Linked DNA regions of Mus musculus: regions 1, 2 and 3 are each linked to region 4. A link is a contact called in public Hi-C, HiChIP or PLAC-seq and Micro-C data. All regions are on one chromosome and are shown on one strand. Each heading gives the region's core, a stretch centred on a gene start, on an enhancer-like site or on the middle of the called end of the contact. The rest is flanking DNA. Distances are from core to core; before and after follow the strand shown.

Region 1 (3,762 bases), core at 978-3,477, 390 kb after region 4:
GCTGAGAAGCCGGGGTGACTCTCTCTCAGGGTAGTGATCAGGTTGGACAGTGCTGGCAAAGAGAGAACGCAGCAGAAGTGGAGGCTGTTAGAGATAAAGCTACCTTTGGGTCCTGACCTCCAGGCAGGATTGGGGGTTCTTCCCAACTAGTGGCTAAAGGTTGTCTATAGTACCCATCACACATGCACACACAGACACAGACACATAGACACACACACACATCCTACCTAGAGCAGCCTCTGCTCTCACAACCTGGTGATCCCAATAGAGTCCTGTAGGAGCCTTCATTGAGGTCTTCTGCTATGCAGAAGTAGGTGGCTACAGACTGCGCCTTTCTTAGAGACTCTAGGATGTTCTGGTAAAGCCCAACTGATCTAGAGGTCCTGAAAAGACAAACTATGGCCCCACCCATGTCACAGGAGCCAAGGGTTTAGAGCAGATCTAGTGTGACCACTACAGGTAGGGACAGTAAAACCCAGAGGTAGTAAGTCGTTTGCCTGAAGCTTCCGTGCTCTGTTCTCAAAAGAACAGGTTAAAGTCAGGCCCTTGATTCCTATCCCCTAACTCTTCCCACTGCCCACATTTCCTGTTAGTAGCTGTGACTGGCTGGCTGGAAACACGGTGTAGTGTCCAAAAGATTGTTATTGCCAACCTCATTGTCCAAAAGCAAAAACTAAACCACCTGTGATGATTCCTCTTTGTCAGTTTGACTCCCTACACTCAGGAGAATGGTCCCCAGAGGCTCGAGTATTTGAATTCTTGGTCCCTATGGAGTGGTACTATTTAAAAGGATTAGGGCATGTGACATTGTTGGAGAAAGTCATTGGGGGAGAGTCTTAAGGTTTCAAAAAGCCCATCCGATGAGCCCAGGGTCTCTCTCTCTTCCTGCTGCCTACAGATTCACGTAGCTCAGCTCTCGGCTACCTCTCCAGCACCACCATGTCTGCCTGCACGCCATGATTTCCACCATGACAATAACGGGCTAGACCTCTGAAATGGTCTTTTTATAGGTCTATGCTTTCTTTTTATAGAGTTGCTGCGGTCATGGTGCCTCTTCAGAGCAGCAGCTGGCAGCAGGGTCTCTTGTCACTGACAGCTTCTAGGGTTTCTCCTCTCTCTGCCTCACCTCTTCTCAAAGGCACGCTGGGATTACAGATGGGCACTACTGAGTCCAGTCGACTGGGGACTGACACAGGTCCTCATGCTTGCACGGCAAGCACTTTACCCACTGAGCTGTCAGCTGCTCCTTTCCCTCCTTAAGCTGCTCTTGTCAAGTATTTTACCACAGCAAAGAGAACAGTGTCTAACTTACTGCCTGCAACTTCATTCCTTACTGAGTCATAAACAGCCTGCTGCCAGCCCAGCCCAGAAACGTGAGCGCACCCTCACCTCTCCTGCAGAAGCCAGTCATGCCTCCTTCCCCCAAATCCATTTCCCTCATCTGCAAAGTGTGGAAGATGGCATGAGAAAGAACACCGAGGCCCAGGCTCTGGACACGCCTCTTAGATGTGCGGTTTCTGTAAGGGCTCAGAGTTTTCTTAAATGGATCTGTAAAAATAGCTTTTATTCCCAATTACACATTTGTTTTAATATACACATAAACGGAGGTAGCATTTTACTGCGGTGATCATGTCCCATTGATGCTCCAGGGACATGGCCTGTTCAGTCCTAAATACTCATCTGGCCATACCCAGCTACTAGCAGACCGCCTAATGTCCTTTGTGTGAGAGATGGAGGCTGCAGCATTAGCATCTCAGGCCAGGGCCCCAGGGGTCCATGCTGCAGAGTTCAGCTGCCAGCTGCCTGAAGCTCCACAGCAGGCCACAAAATCCTGGGCTCCAGAGAGGTCCCCTTCCTGGACCTCAAACTGTCTTTCCCCATAGCACTTATCCTCTGGAGTCACATGAGAGGAAACCTGAGAATTGAAACTCCCTGCTGTGAGGACTCACAGAGGAACAGCCTGGCCGCCGACCTCCATAAGTAGTCCCTGGCTGCTTTGAGAACTCAGCATGCTGTGTTCATGGCTGTCCCCTGAGATAGGTTGCTGGTTTCTCTCCTTGTTCCCAGAGCAGAGGCCTGGGCAGGTCCTCAGGGTCAAGGCTGGGGCAGAGGTCTCACTCCCTTTGCTCTTTGCTTTGCTCTCTCTGCCTCCATCCTGGGCCAGAGTCCTTTTTTGTCTCCCTGACCTTGTCCCTGCCCTGGTCCTCATTACTCTCTGCCCTGTGGTGTTACAAGATTCCCTCCTTGGTTTCCATCCCCCTCCACCCTCTGGTTTCCTGTCAGTAAACACAATCCATTCTGGAGTGTAACAACAGGCCAGTATCCCAAATGGACAAGGGCCCCTGAGGACAGGCAGTGGAGCTGGCTATAGCTTCTAAGTTTCCAGTCAGGCCTGGATGGTCCCCCTACTGAACTAAAGACACTATCCGCATCTAGTCTGGACTATGCCTTGTGTGAGATTCTAGGGGGACAGCTTCGGGAAACACACAGCATGGCCCAGTCCCCGAGAGGAGGCAGGTCCAAGAAGCTGAAATTATCATGGTCAGCTGCACACCAAGGCACCTGGAGAATGGACAAGGGGAAGGGAAGGAAAGAAAGGAGAGAGGAAGAAATCAGGGTGGCCACCCTGCTATGACCTTGACTCTCCAACATCTCTCTGTGGTATCAATTTCTGATTTGAAGAGAAACTCCCAGTCACAAGATCAACAGAGTTCACTTGAGTTCTAGACAGGGAGAGGGATGCGAACAAGACAAGATGAATCCCAAAACTCAGGGACAGCAAGTCCAAGACAGAGATGTCTGTGGATATTTATAAGTGAGAACTGTAACTGATGTGTAGAAACTCAGAGACCCACCCGAGCATCCCACAAAGCAAGCTACTTCCCTAGCCTGTACCCTTGATCCTAGGGGAAGTGAGGCGGTGCCCGAAGAGCTCCTACTCTAAGTCTTAGATAGTTACCTAACAGATGTCTTTGTATAGACCTCATCCGTAAGCAAATTTGATGGCTAGAGTGGTAGTGCACACCCGTGAACCCCAGCGCTGGAGACGCAGAGGCAGAGGATTGATGGTTTCAGGCTAGCTTGGAAAACAAAGCAACAACCCTGTCTCGACAACAAAATAAAAACACCACAGATTTTGGCCTATGTCTATAGACTTAGTCCTTAGGATGCTGAGGCAGCAAGATCATTTGACTCTAGGATAGCAGTACACGCCTGGGAAACACAGGGAAACTGTCTCAAACAAACAAGAGAGACAATAAAATCAGAGCTTAGTTAACTGAGACCCTTGGTGCCTGTAGCCTGCTGTGCTTGCATGTGGTCCAAAATATGCTAGGGTAGCTGAGAGGTCAGCTGAGAGGTCAGTCCTTTATGAGGCGGGACCTAGCAGGAGACTCTTAGGTCTCTGGGGAAGCTGCCCTTATAAGAGATTAAGGTAGGTCTTATGGGGCCCCTGGGGTCTCGAGAGAGTTACGCGAATGAGCCTGAGGCCCGCATGGTGGTTCACACCTGGATTCCTAGCACTCAAGAAGCAAAAGCCGGAGGATTGCTGCAGGTCTGAGGCCAGCTCTAACTACACAGTGAGTTCCAGGCCATCCTGGGCTACCTCGTGAGACACTATCAAACAGAGCAAAAAAGACCCACTTCTTAATTTAAGATCCAATCCCTTCCTTCCACATGCTCCTCCAGTTGATGCCATCCAATGGGCCCCCCAGTCTTGGACTTCCACCCCAGAATGTGAGCTAAACTGCCTATCTTTCCTTT
Region 2 (3,519 bases), core at 52-2,551, 280 kb after region 4:
CCTACCTGACACCACCCGCTAAGCAACCACTGATCTGATTTTGCCACTAAAGATTCCTGGGGGCGGGGGCTATTCTAGAAAATTTTTTTGGAAGGTCTATCTTCTTTCAGCCTAAGTATTTCAGGCTCATCCACATTGTTAAGTGTGTCAATCATGTATTCTTTATTATTGCTGAGTAATATTCCATTGTGTGACTTTATTTCAGTTGTTTTCCATTCACCTGTTGATATGTTGTCATAGGGTTTCTACTGCTGTGAAGAGACACCATGATCAGAGAAACTCGTATAAAGGAAAACAATTCATTGGGGCTGACTTAGAATTCCGTGGTTTAGTCCATAATAGTCATGGTGGGAAGCATGGCAGCACACAGGCAGACATGCTGGAGAGGTAGCTGAGAGTTCTACATCTGGATCAGCAGGCAGCAGGAAGAGAGAGTGACACTGGGTCTGACCTACGCATCTGAAAACTCAAAGCCCACCCCTAGTGACATATTTTCTCCAACAAAGCCTTATCTATTGCAGCAAGGCCACACTTCCTAATAGTGCCATTCCCTGTGGGCCTATGGGGACCATTTTCATTCAAACCACCACATCAGGTATCTGATGTTGGTGTACTAGTCTTCATGTGGATCTATTCTAGAAGCAGGATGACTGGACTATGTGGTTGGAATGTTTGTGCTTAGGTTTTAAAGAAATGGCCACAATCTCGTTCCACAATGATTGTATCATTTTACATCCCCAACAGACAATCTGAACAGATTTGTTCAGCATCTTTGTCAATATTTAATACAGTTCTTTTCATTTTAGCCACTGTGGTATTGTATTGATAATTCACTTCCCTTCTAATTTGCATAATGGTCTCAGACATCATTTCATGTGCTTATTTGCTATCCATAAATCTAAAAGGCTAGTCTAGTCTTTGGCCATTTAAAAAAATTGTGGGTTTTTTTGTTGTTGTTGTTGTTTTTTTTTTTTTTGGGGGGGGGAGGGGTAAGAATTGTGTATTCTAATTAGAAGTCCTTTGTTAAATATATTTTGCTTTTCCAAAGCCTGTGACTTGCCTCTTCATTTTTTTGTCCTTTTTTACAAAAGTATTTAATTTTATTGATTTCTATGTATGTGACTATTTTGCCTACAGGTGTGTGTCAGCAGCCTTGAGCTACAAAAACCTCCAAAGCCAACAGGGGGGGGTGGAGCTCCGTCTCCAGGCAACGCGCGAGGGCGTGGCCTTACGTCACTGAGGTGCGACTGGTTTGCGGGCCGCGCCGCTGCCGCCTAGCGGGTTTAGCTAAGCAGCAGCCGAGGCGGTGTCCCTGGTGCGAGGAGAGCGATGCCTTGAACTGGGTGAGCCTTGCAGCGCCGCCCCTTCGCTGTGTCCCTTCCCAGCCACTCCACGGTCCTGGAGTAGGGAGTGGAGGCCCGGGCAGCACCAGGGTGTGAAACCGGGCTTCAGAGGAGCTAGGGCCCCTTGTCAGGGCCTCGGCTGCGGGCTTTGGGCACCGATTCCTGGGCGGGTGGAGACTCTGGGTCCGCCTTCTCGGTGGCGGTGGAGACTCTGGGTCCGCCTTCGCGGTGGTGCTGAGGAGAGCTTTCAGAGATCAGCTCGAGCGGTTTTGAATCTTGGCGCTGGCGCACTGAGCAGTTTAGCTGTTGGTTAGCAGAGCAGGTGCGCCAAGGAGGGGCTGAGGGGCGGGTGCTGGGGCCAGGGCGGCAGGGTGGCCACAGGGCAAGGCTTCTGAGGGAGAGCCTGGGCCCGTGGTGTCGGCCAGCCCTCCTACTAAACCCGCCCCGGCAGTGCACCCGGGCCCTTGCTTGTCAAGCTAATTGCTACCTTTTGAGGACCGACATTAAAAAAAAAGTTTCCTTGCTAATCATAATTGTAGGGTAAGTTGCCTTCTGTGTGCAGTTTCATTACAAAACTGTGGGGTTACTGTTGTTGCAATTTGTCTCCAGCCTACCTTCATATTCTTCATATTCCGACCCAGCCCCATTTCCTGATGCCCAGCATTTCTTGTCCTTCTTCTGGAGTACATGTAGCTCCAGTAACACTCCCAGTTGCTTTTAATCCGTGCTTCTCAAACTAAGACCATCTTTTCCACACCCCCTTACCGTGCTTGCTATAGAATGAAATTCACCCTTTAGACTTTTACTTGGGCTTGAACTGTCACCCGACCAATGGTCCTGATAGTTGTCCTTGAAAAGTAATGCCTTCTGAATTCAGAGCCCTCAGGACTTGCGTGGATTTTGTTTTACCCCTTTTGTGCTGGCTGGTTTCGGTTTCTGTCTTAACATGATTGTGTTTTTCAAGACTATGTTATCTTTGTCATTTGGCGTAAGGGAACCATATATATAAGGGACATATAGGATAGATATTCTCTGAATATATCTAAATTCTTTTAACTAGAGGAAGTTGATTTCTCTTTCTAAAAAGGTAGAGAAGGTGCAAAGAGAATATTTTTCTTTCTAAGTCAGAGTGTACTTACTACTTGGTGTGTGCTTTGTCAGGCTGTCTATAATACTTGCCAATTTTCCAAGAATCCATGAAAGGATGAATGGATAATCTATAAGGAAAATTAACAACTGGTGCTATTAGAACTCCAGCACTTACTCAGTACTCTGTTTGTTTATAGGTTTTCAGGTTTTATTTTATTTTATTGAGATTTCTTTAGTTTTATTTCTCCTCCTTAATACCTTTGACCCCAGAACAGGCATTCTAGATTCTATACCGACTCTGACCAGCCTAATCATTGGATATCTGTATAAACTTAGAGTTTGTATAAATAGTGAATAATAAGTTAAGTAGTGTCATTCGAGCCCCAATTGTAGAACTTAGTATGTATTACTAAGATGGAAGATGGTACAAAATTTAACAAATTTCAAAGGTGCCTTTGATACCGAAGTCATTGTTGACTAGTCATCTGATGTGACACCAGAAGTCAGCCTTAGGTCTGGATAGACTACACACCTAGTGGCCAGCAAGTCCCAGGGATCTTCCTGTCCCTGCACACACACACACCCGGCCTGGCACTAAGATCACAAGTGTGCCACTGCGCTGTCCTTTCACATGAGTTCAGGGGTAGAACTGAGGCCCGGGTGCTTCCTGGAGGTCCTTTCCCAGCTGAACTCTCCAGCCCTCACCCAGTTGTCTTGCACTTTGATGGGCTCAGTTTTCCTCTGTGTCATTTCTGAATGACTTATGTTTCACATTTTCAGGGAGTTCCTTGGGTGAGTATTATTAGTGATGCAGTTGTGTTTCTTATAAGGAATACTTGAACTTCAACAACTCATTTGTTAGAAAAAGAAGCAATTGACTGTGTGTGCCACCCACTGAAGAATGTGGCACATCCTTGGAATCCTTGATATCCCTGTGAGTTTCAGAATAACAGCTCTTTCTCAGAGACCCTCAGGCTGCTCTTGGGAAGCACATCTCTGTCTTAACTAGAAGAGGTCACAGCTCTTTGAGGAATCTTGACCACAGACTTGTATTTTACTGAAACTTATTGCCAGTGGTTTGCAGGTT
Region 3 (3,854 bases), core at 666-3,165, 510 kb after region 4:
AACTAGACAGATGTAGTCATTGTCCACAAGGTATTAAATATTTTTAATATTTTATGTGTATGGATGCTTGGATGTTTGTGTGCCACATGCATGCCTGCTGCTGGAGGAAGCCAGAAGGTATTGGATCCTGTGCAAATGGAGTCACACATGGTTGTGAACTGTCCCTGTGGCTGCTGGGAATCAATTCCAGTCCCCTGGAAGGGCAGGCAGCACAGGTCTCTCAACTGCTGAATCATCTTCCCAGACCTTATCCCAAATTAAAAAAAAAAAAAGTAAAATTGAGGGAACAAATCCCCACAATAATAATTTATATGGAATCCATCCCCTACCAGCTGTAATCAAGGCAGTTCCAGGAGGACAACGCCGCCGACAGAATAGGGAAGGACTTTCTACCATGGCTGTTAAGCACTGGAATGGCAGTCTGTAGAGGAAGTGAGATTACTCTTTACTGAAAAAGTGGAGGAAGAGCTCCCAGGGAAGTTACCTGGAAATTTTCTCTATGAGGTGTGGCAGGTTGTTTTGTTTGCTTTCATTATTTTGAAAACTAACCTAGTTTTCATCACTGCAGGTATGCTGATTCCGTCTGACTAGAAGCTGATTACAAAGGAGGTCCCGAGGTAAAGTACCCCTTCCCTTTCAATTCTTCTAGCATAGCCCAACCCTCTCAGACCTGCTGAAAGGTCTGGCCTTTTGCTGTCGATATAGTTTAACGGTAGCAGGCTTGCCCAGCATGTAGGAGGCCCTAAGTTCAATTTCCAACGCGGAAGCGGGAAAGGGGAACGCTGGCCCAGAAGAGAGAATTAGTCAGAGCAGCTGAGACTATGACCCTTTGGACTCTGAGTTCACAGCTCCAGGCACTAGCTTTCTGCTGGTCTTTGGCAGAGGGCGTGTGTTGCACTAGGCACGTTAGAACCTACTACGTACAATCTATAGAAGGATCAAACCCTCAGTGAACGATGGCTTCACGATCACTTCTAAACCATAGGTTCTGAAAACTTCATAGTTCAAATACATACACTACTACTAAAATTTCATGATCATTAAGAAGTAACAAAGTTAAAAAAAAAAAGTGACAAATCCAAGTGTGCCAGCCAAATTAGAAAACATCGGTAGGAGATATTTCTTAAAAACGCAATCGACTTGAATGCTCTCTAGGCTCTCAAAGTGCCCTATGAATTCTGTGGAGTGTTTGCAGTAGAGCAACTTGAAGTTAACACCTGCTTCAGCCTGAAAAGTCCTGAGACAGTGAAAAAGGCAGTGAAAGTCAGGCGGGCGGGGCTCCCCGGGGAGAGACCGGCCCATTTTAGGAGGATCCCGGGGATGCCCCTGTTCCTAGGTGGAATAACTCCCTGGGGCACTCAGAGGAAAGCCCAAGCTGACCGCCCCCAGCCCAGGCAGCCCCGAAACCAGAGGCGCCTCTGAAGATTGCGCAAGTCTTTTCCTCCCCCGCCTGCTTGGTGGCATGTTTCTAAAATTCCCATCTGCACAACATAAACAGGAAACGTGCAGCAAAAAGCCTTGGCGGTGCAAATTCCAAGCTTCCAGCCGAGGGCGGGAGAATTTCATCCGTGCTGCCGGTGGCAGCAAGCGGCACCAAAGAACAAACTTTCCAAGTGACCCCGCACCCCTCCATCCCCTTTTCCCCCCGACTGCAAAAGGGAGATGGCGGAAGGAAGGACCCCTGCTCCAGGAAAATAAAGAACCGGGCGGGGGTGGGGGGCGTTGAGGCAGCAGCTGGGCCTCTAAGCGCCCGGCCTCGGTGGCGGCGCGAGGCCAGGCCGCGCCGGGCCGCCCACCTCGCGAGCCGCGTGTCCGAGCGGCCTCCGGGCGCCGCGTGGGTTCGCGGACGCCGGGCACTGGGTCGTCGAGCCCTTTCGGGTGGGGCGGGGGAGGGGCGGGCGCGAGGCGCGGCGCAGGCGCAGTGAGCGCCTCGGTTGTCAAACATGGCTGAAGCGCCGCTGCTACCGCTACAGCCGCCGAAGGGAAAATGCTGAGCTCGCCCGGGCCGGGTGGGCGGCGGCGGCGGCGAGGGCGGCGACGGGAACCCGCTTCCCGGGCGCGGCGGCGGCGGTCATGGCCCGGCTGGCCGACTACTTCATTGTGGTAGGCTACGACCACGAGAAGCCAGGTAAGGGTGTGGGGCGGGCGCCGCCCCCGGGCTTCGCCTCCGCCCCCGGCAGCCGTCCAGTGGGCTCGGCGGGGCCGGGCGTCGCGGCTGGGAGGCGGGGAGGCGGGCGGGCCGGGTCCCGCGGTGGAGGAGCTGCGGGTCGACTGGTGTCGGCCTTCGCGGCGGGGCCGAGCCTGGCTGCGGTGGGCGTGTGTGAGGGAACCGTCGGACGGCGGTAGCGGGGCTAGGCCGCGGCGGTGCGGCCGGGGACTGGCGGGCCGGACCGGTGGCGAGCCTGCCCGCGCGCCGCCACGCGCTTCTGCGGAGGCGGCTGGCACCCGGGACCGCGCCCTCGTGCCTGTGGAGTTGGGAGGGCGGGAGCACACTGTACGAGGCTCCTAGGGATACACTGTGTCCTGCATCCTGAATAGGAGTGACGCTGGGGGCAGTCCTCCCGGAAAGGAAGTGCCGAGAGTCCTGCGCTGCCTCCCGCCGGCCCGGGGTGTGTGTGGGGGGAGGGGGAGGCTGGACATCCCGGCCGAACGCCGGGTACTTGGATAGGTCAAAGGATCCGAGCACTTTGAAACATTTCTAGGAAAATTGTTTCAGGACGTATGTGTCGGCATTCCAGAATGAAAGGACTCTGCTAAGCAAAGAGAGCCGGCCGACCACTGCAGGTGCTCTCTCTCACTTAGCTCTCACGTGTTTTGATTGTTCTCTGGTTTTTCTCGGCCGAGAATTTTTCACAAGGAACAGTTTGGCAGATAGGTTGCTTTTTACACTTCGGTGGACTAGCACAACCAGAAGTATACAGGGCTCATGCACGTTCATTTTCGTAATTGTATCTCTTTGTGTTGCTGTTTATAGATAAGCGGGATGTGCTAACAAGGTTATTGTAGAGCAGGGGAAGCTACAGTCTCGCAGTTGCAAGGGATTTTAGATACCAGCGCTCCACCCCCTTCCATGTCCCCGAGGTGCTTAGGTTGTGCTTTGCTGATGTTAGTCGTTGCACCAGCATACCATTGTTCTGCCCACCTCTTTTTATTATTTATCCCTAAGGATTTATTTCAGAGATGGGAGCCTTCACATTCTTTTCTCACCACTACCTAATTGAGGTCAATTAGGAGAAGCAGGCTCTTGCTGGGCAAGCCTGGAGACCTGAGCCATGAAAAGGTGCCAGGCAAGAACTGATTGCCCACAGTTGTCCTCTGACCTTCCTGGGTGTGCCCTGGCATGCATGCCCACTCCCACCATGAAGACACACAATAAATAAAAGGAGAAGACGTCGGGCTGTATTTGGAGAATCTTCTGGCTGCTCCAAAATGCCCTGTCCTTTCTTAGAAAATTTTGAGTCTCTTACCAAGGTGACATAGTCTGTCAGTCTGGTAAGATTGCCAGTGTGCAGAATCAGTTTTGTTTTTCACCTTGTTCCATTTTTAGTTACATTGTTCTTCACCCACAACAATTTTATCTTGTGTGCCCCCCCCCCCCCCGCCCCCCAAGATAGGGTTTCTCTACAGAGCCCTGACTGTCCTGGAATTCCTATGTAGACCAGGCTGGCCTTGAACTCACAGATATTTGTCCTCCTCCCACACCCACAACAATTTTGAAACAGTAACAAACTTGAAAAAGTTGTAAGTATGATACATAATTATTGTTATTTTATTTTTCGGACATTTTAAGAGGAAGCTACTGCCCTTATGCTCCTTCACTCAGAATGGTTTATCGTGAATTTTATACAAACAGG
Region 4 (3,824 bases), core at 808-3,307:
TTTGTTTTTGTATATGAATGTTTTGCCTGTGTGCATGTATATGCACCACATGTGTGCCTCTTGGATCCCCTGGAACTGAGCCACAATATGGGTGCTAGCAATCAACCCTAGGTCTTCTACAGGAACAAGTATTCTTGACATCTGAGCCATCTCTCCAGCCCTCCTACTTTTTTTCTTAAGACACTGAGATGTGGAGCTCTGAGATTACAAATGTGTCGCCATACCTTCCTTTTTACATTAGTGCTGGAGACTAAACTCAGAATTTCATGCTGGCTCTTTCTTGCAAGTACTTTATTGAATTGTCTTCCTACCTTTCCCTCCATTTTTTGGAGACAATGTCTTGCTTTGTAACCCAGGCTGGTCTGACAATTCTCAGTCTGTGTGGTAATCTCTCCTTAACCCTCCCAGTGCTGGGATTACGAAGTGTGCCAACACACCCAGCTTTCAGTTCCTTTTTAAAAGTGAGGCCCCACCTTCTTTACTGATATATTGTTGTAATCTTACAAGTCTTTAATATAAATTAACTTTGTATGAGAGCATGCATGCACACAAGCAAATACACAATTTGTGGTTCCCACAACTAAAAAGGAACCCAACATAGACTATCAGTTGGTCATGTTTGCAAAATGTACTTCTCTATGCTCTAAGTCCTTACCTATAACTAGGATCTGATCTTAGACTGGTGATGAGTATATGAATTAAAACATTGAAAGAACATGAAACAGCCAGGTGGTGATGGTGCATACCTTTAATTCCAGCACAGGAGGCAGGGGCAGGCAGATCTCTATGAGTTCAAGGCCAGCCTAGTCTAGAGAGCAAGTTCTAGGGCAGCCAAGGCTACACAAAGAAACCCTGTCTCAAATATCAAAACAAAACAAAAAGTACATAAAACAGCCCCTGGCTCCTACAGTGCACTCTATAAACAGTATTATTATCTTTATTTGCTGAGTCCTACATTGCCTGTATTTTTCTCTCAACCAACATATATTATAATCATAACTGTATATAAATATATAATAAATTATAATTTGACACAGCAATTAACAGAAAAAAATCTGTATGTTTCAAGAACAGTAGACTCGTCAGCATATAGAGCCTAAGTTAAATCCTAGTCTTTAATTAAACACGAATATGTTTAATTATTCTTCCCATTGTCTTATTTTTGAGTTTTTTTTCCAATTTACAAAGACACAAACCAGGTATGTGAAGTTCACATTGGGGACATATATAAAAATATATAATAAACAAAATCTTATTCCAAAATTATACTGAAGCTTGATGACTGCCATCAGTCCTGATAACTACTATTAAGGGTTAGGCTTCGCGGGGCATGGTGGCACATGCTTTTTAATCCCTACACACAGGACCTCAAGCCTGGCCATGCCCTTTTGGAAAAGAGGGAGAACGGGGATAGATGGCTTAAACACCCAAATGTTGCCAGCCCACCCAACAGAGATGAGTTGGTAACGCTGAGGTAAACCTCAGAAAAAGAAGAGTTCTAAGGATTTTCCCTTTCGTCCTGCTGGGCCACCTGGGAGGCCAAACATCAGGCGTGCCCTTGGCCTGGCCTAACCCCCCGGCTGGTAAAGGTTTATGCACGCCGAGTAAGGTGAGTTTTTTCTTCCCGCTTCCAAGCACTGAGTGACCGGGCCACCATCAGCCTAGGCTGGCGAGCTCAGGATCCATAGCTGTCTCAGCAGTCCTTGCAGAGCGACAGAGCTGAGGGAAATGCCGACTGGGCCGCCATCTGTCTGTCAGCATCAGCCACGTGGAACTGGAGGAGCCCCGGAATCTGCTCTCTAAACCCGCGCCAGGCCCACGGCGTGCCGGGGAATTCAGAAAACAATGGCTTCGCCCGCCAGCCCGGAGCCCAGAGCCGGCTAGGCGGCTCCCAGGTCACACCGCGCCTCAACCAAACTTGGGCTCTTAGTCCCGCCTCGCTGCTCAGCGCGGATTGGCGGTAGGGATGAGCTCTGTCGCTGATTGGACAGCGGCGAAGTCGCTCCTGCAGACCATCGCGTCTGGCCGCAGTGGAGCTCTAAGAGTCCCTGAATTCAGACTTCAGGCCGCGCCGTCCGAGAGTCGGGGCCCTTTGAGGTGGCTTAGGCGGTATCCCTGAGTTGACAGCATCACCCCGTCCCGCGTCCTCCTCTCCTCTGTTTTGTTTTTCATCTCTCCCTCCTCCCTCCAGTCCCCGACGACTGGCCCTAGACCCTCGCTGAAGGTGAGCTGAGCCACCGGCGAGTGGGCCGCTCCGAAATGGCCGCTGCCTTGAGCTGTCTAAAATGGCGGTCTCGTGCTCGGCTGGGGACCGCGACGCGGCTCTGCAGCCCAGCCGCAGCCGAGACGGTAGGGCGATGGAGATGGAGTGGAAAGGTGTTGGGTGTGTTGACACGACTTCATGTCGATGGCACAGTCGACATTCCTGGGGCGAGAGGAATCCTGTGTCACCCACTGGTAGGCTAGGGCAAGAAGCATGCCTCCGGGGGCGTGGTGCTCTGCGAGCAGTGCACGCCTGGCCCGGAGGGATGGCTGTCACTGGCCGCAGGGCGAAGTGACCGCGTTGAAATACTTCTAGGTCCTAGTGGAGCTGCCCGGCCCCTTCTGCTTCTTAACCTTTGCGATTGGCCTGCGCTCCCGTTCACACCTAGGGCCGCCTGGCAGCAAAAGGCCCCTAAGGGGAGACCCTAGTGTTCCCTGAAAGGAACTGGAAACTTAGGAGGGCAGATGCTTTGTCCCCAAGAGCTGCTGGGATGTACCTCAGAAGAGAAAGGAATACGGGGCCCTTTTAAGAAAACAAAGCTACTTTTTTTTGTGCCCACTTGACAACGAGGTGGGGAAACTTCATTTTATGGTGAACCAGTGGCTCCGAGAAGCTCTCTGTTTTGCTAAATTTAAATCGAGGCTGGAAGGAGAGTCCACTGCTAAGGAATAGGTTTTCTAACTACTGCCTAGTTTAAGATTGCTGCCTTCGCCTGTTACAACACGCTGGCAATCTGTTTGTACACACACACCAACCTCTAGTACCAAATGCTCGTTATGCTTGATGAAGTAGAAAACTCCCAAGTACTGTCGAGGCACGTGGGCTGCACAGTCAGTTTGGGAACTCTGTTCATTCTTCACTGACTAAATGTGTTAACCTAGCAGGTGCCAACTTCCCTGTATCTTTCTCTAAAATGCAGTCGTTGATAATCTCAGGTTCTTGACAATTAGATGAATTAACCTTTATGAGGAATTGGGCACAGATACTAACAGGCCACAGAAAATAAGAGAGTTACTCAGTAAGCATTAATTGTTAGATCGGGGACAGACTGGTTATAGTAACAGCATATGTCATGTAACACTTGCATATCTGATTCCACTTTAGATTGAGTTTTTAGTTTTAGAGATATTGAAATGGGGCTGTATTTAAAAAAAAAAAAAAAACTCAGTTGGTTTTTATTCCCACCACCACCACCCACGAATGTTTCTATGTCAGTGGGTAAAAAAGCATTTCAAAGCAAGGAAATTACCAGAACAGTAAGTGGAATGGAAAATATTAGCATATTTACTTTACTACATACTAGGCATTCTCTGTTTACATCCCAAGAGCTGCATTGTAGTGAAAAATCATTTGTATTGACTATATTTAAAATATGATAAATTGTCATGGTAGACATTGATACTTCTGCTTGCTGCAGTGTCTGATTTTAACTTTTCTTATTCTAGGCTTCTGGTTACTCCCGTTCCCACCCTATCCCTTAATTTTATTTTTCTGAAGAATCTGCAGTTCAAGCTATCAAGGTGGAGAGAGCAATTACAGAAAGACGTGTTCATTGTTTCAG

What was found. Hi-C and Micro-C count contacts between places; a contact is called where the count stands out from the background. HiChIP or PLAC-seq counts read pairs in DNA pulled down with a chosen protein or histone mark.
Region 1: a contact with region 4 is called in a Micro-C map of embryonic stem cells, with 2.0 times the contacts expected there. The contact joins the enhancer-like site here to the promoter of 1700012D14Rik in region 4. A contact is called at or near these places in 2 of 484 Hi-C or Micro-C datasets (CD8 T cells and embryonic stem cells) and 1 of 115 datasets of contacts at active chromatin or transcription factors (acute myeloid leukemia).
Region 2: a contact with region 4 is called in a Hi-C map of double positive thymocytes, with 3 times the contacts expected there. The contact joins the promoter of Rnf141 here to the promoter of 1700012D14Rik in region 4. A contact is called at or near these places in 14 of 39 promoter capture datasets (the 3T3-L1 cell line, the C10 cell line, the HPC-7 cell line and 9 more), 4 of 484 Hi-C or Micro-C datasets (CD4 T cells, double positive thymocytes, embryonic stem cells and 1 more) and 2 of 115 datasets of contacts at active chromatin or transcription factors (effector CD8 T cells and pancreatic cancer cells).
Region 3: a contact with region 4 is called in a FOXA1 HiChIP or PLAC-seq map of pancreatic cancer cells. The contact joins the promoter of Sbf2 here to the promoter of 1700012D14Rik in region 4. A contact is called at or near these places in 4 of 39 promoter capture datasets (cranial neural crest, hippocampal neurons, liver and 1 more), 1 of 484 Hi-C or Micro-C datasets (embryonic stem cells) and 1 of 115 datasets of contacts at active chromatin or transcription factors (pancreatic cancer cells).

The regions. Positions count from the first base shown.
Region 1 is chr7:110,729,781-110,733,542 of GRCm38.p6, reverse strand. No RefSeq gene overlaps it. Among named protein-coding and RNA genes, the nearest start is that of Gm39068, 8.0 kb to the left of the region's middle. Within about 2 kb of position 2,227, at least 38 of the 459 cell types and tissues checked have an H3K27ac peak or open chromatin away from gene starts, as enhancers often do. A contact at or near this core is called in embryonic stem cells, where this site is marked.
Region 2 is chr7:110,842,163-110,845,681 of GRCm38.p6, reverse strand. It overlaps Rnf141 (ring finger protein 141), which reads left to right and starts at 1,301. Exons shown (of 6, transcript NM_025999.3): 1 at 1,301-1,343.
Region 3 is chr7:110,612,981-110,616,834 of GRCm38.p6, reverse strand. Sbf2 (SET binding factor 2) reads left to right here and starts at 1,915. Exons shown (of 41, transcript NM_177324.2): 1 at 1,915-2,128. The coding sequence starts at 2,074.
Region 4 is chr7:111,120,908-111,124,731 of GRCm38.p6, reverse strand. 1700012D14Rik (RIKEN cDNA 1700012D14 gene) reads left to right here and starts at 2,057. Exons shown (of 3, transcript NR_015573.2): 1 at 2,057-2,349; 2 at 3,709-3,824.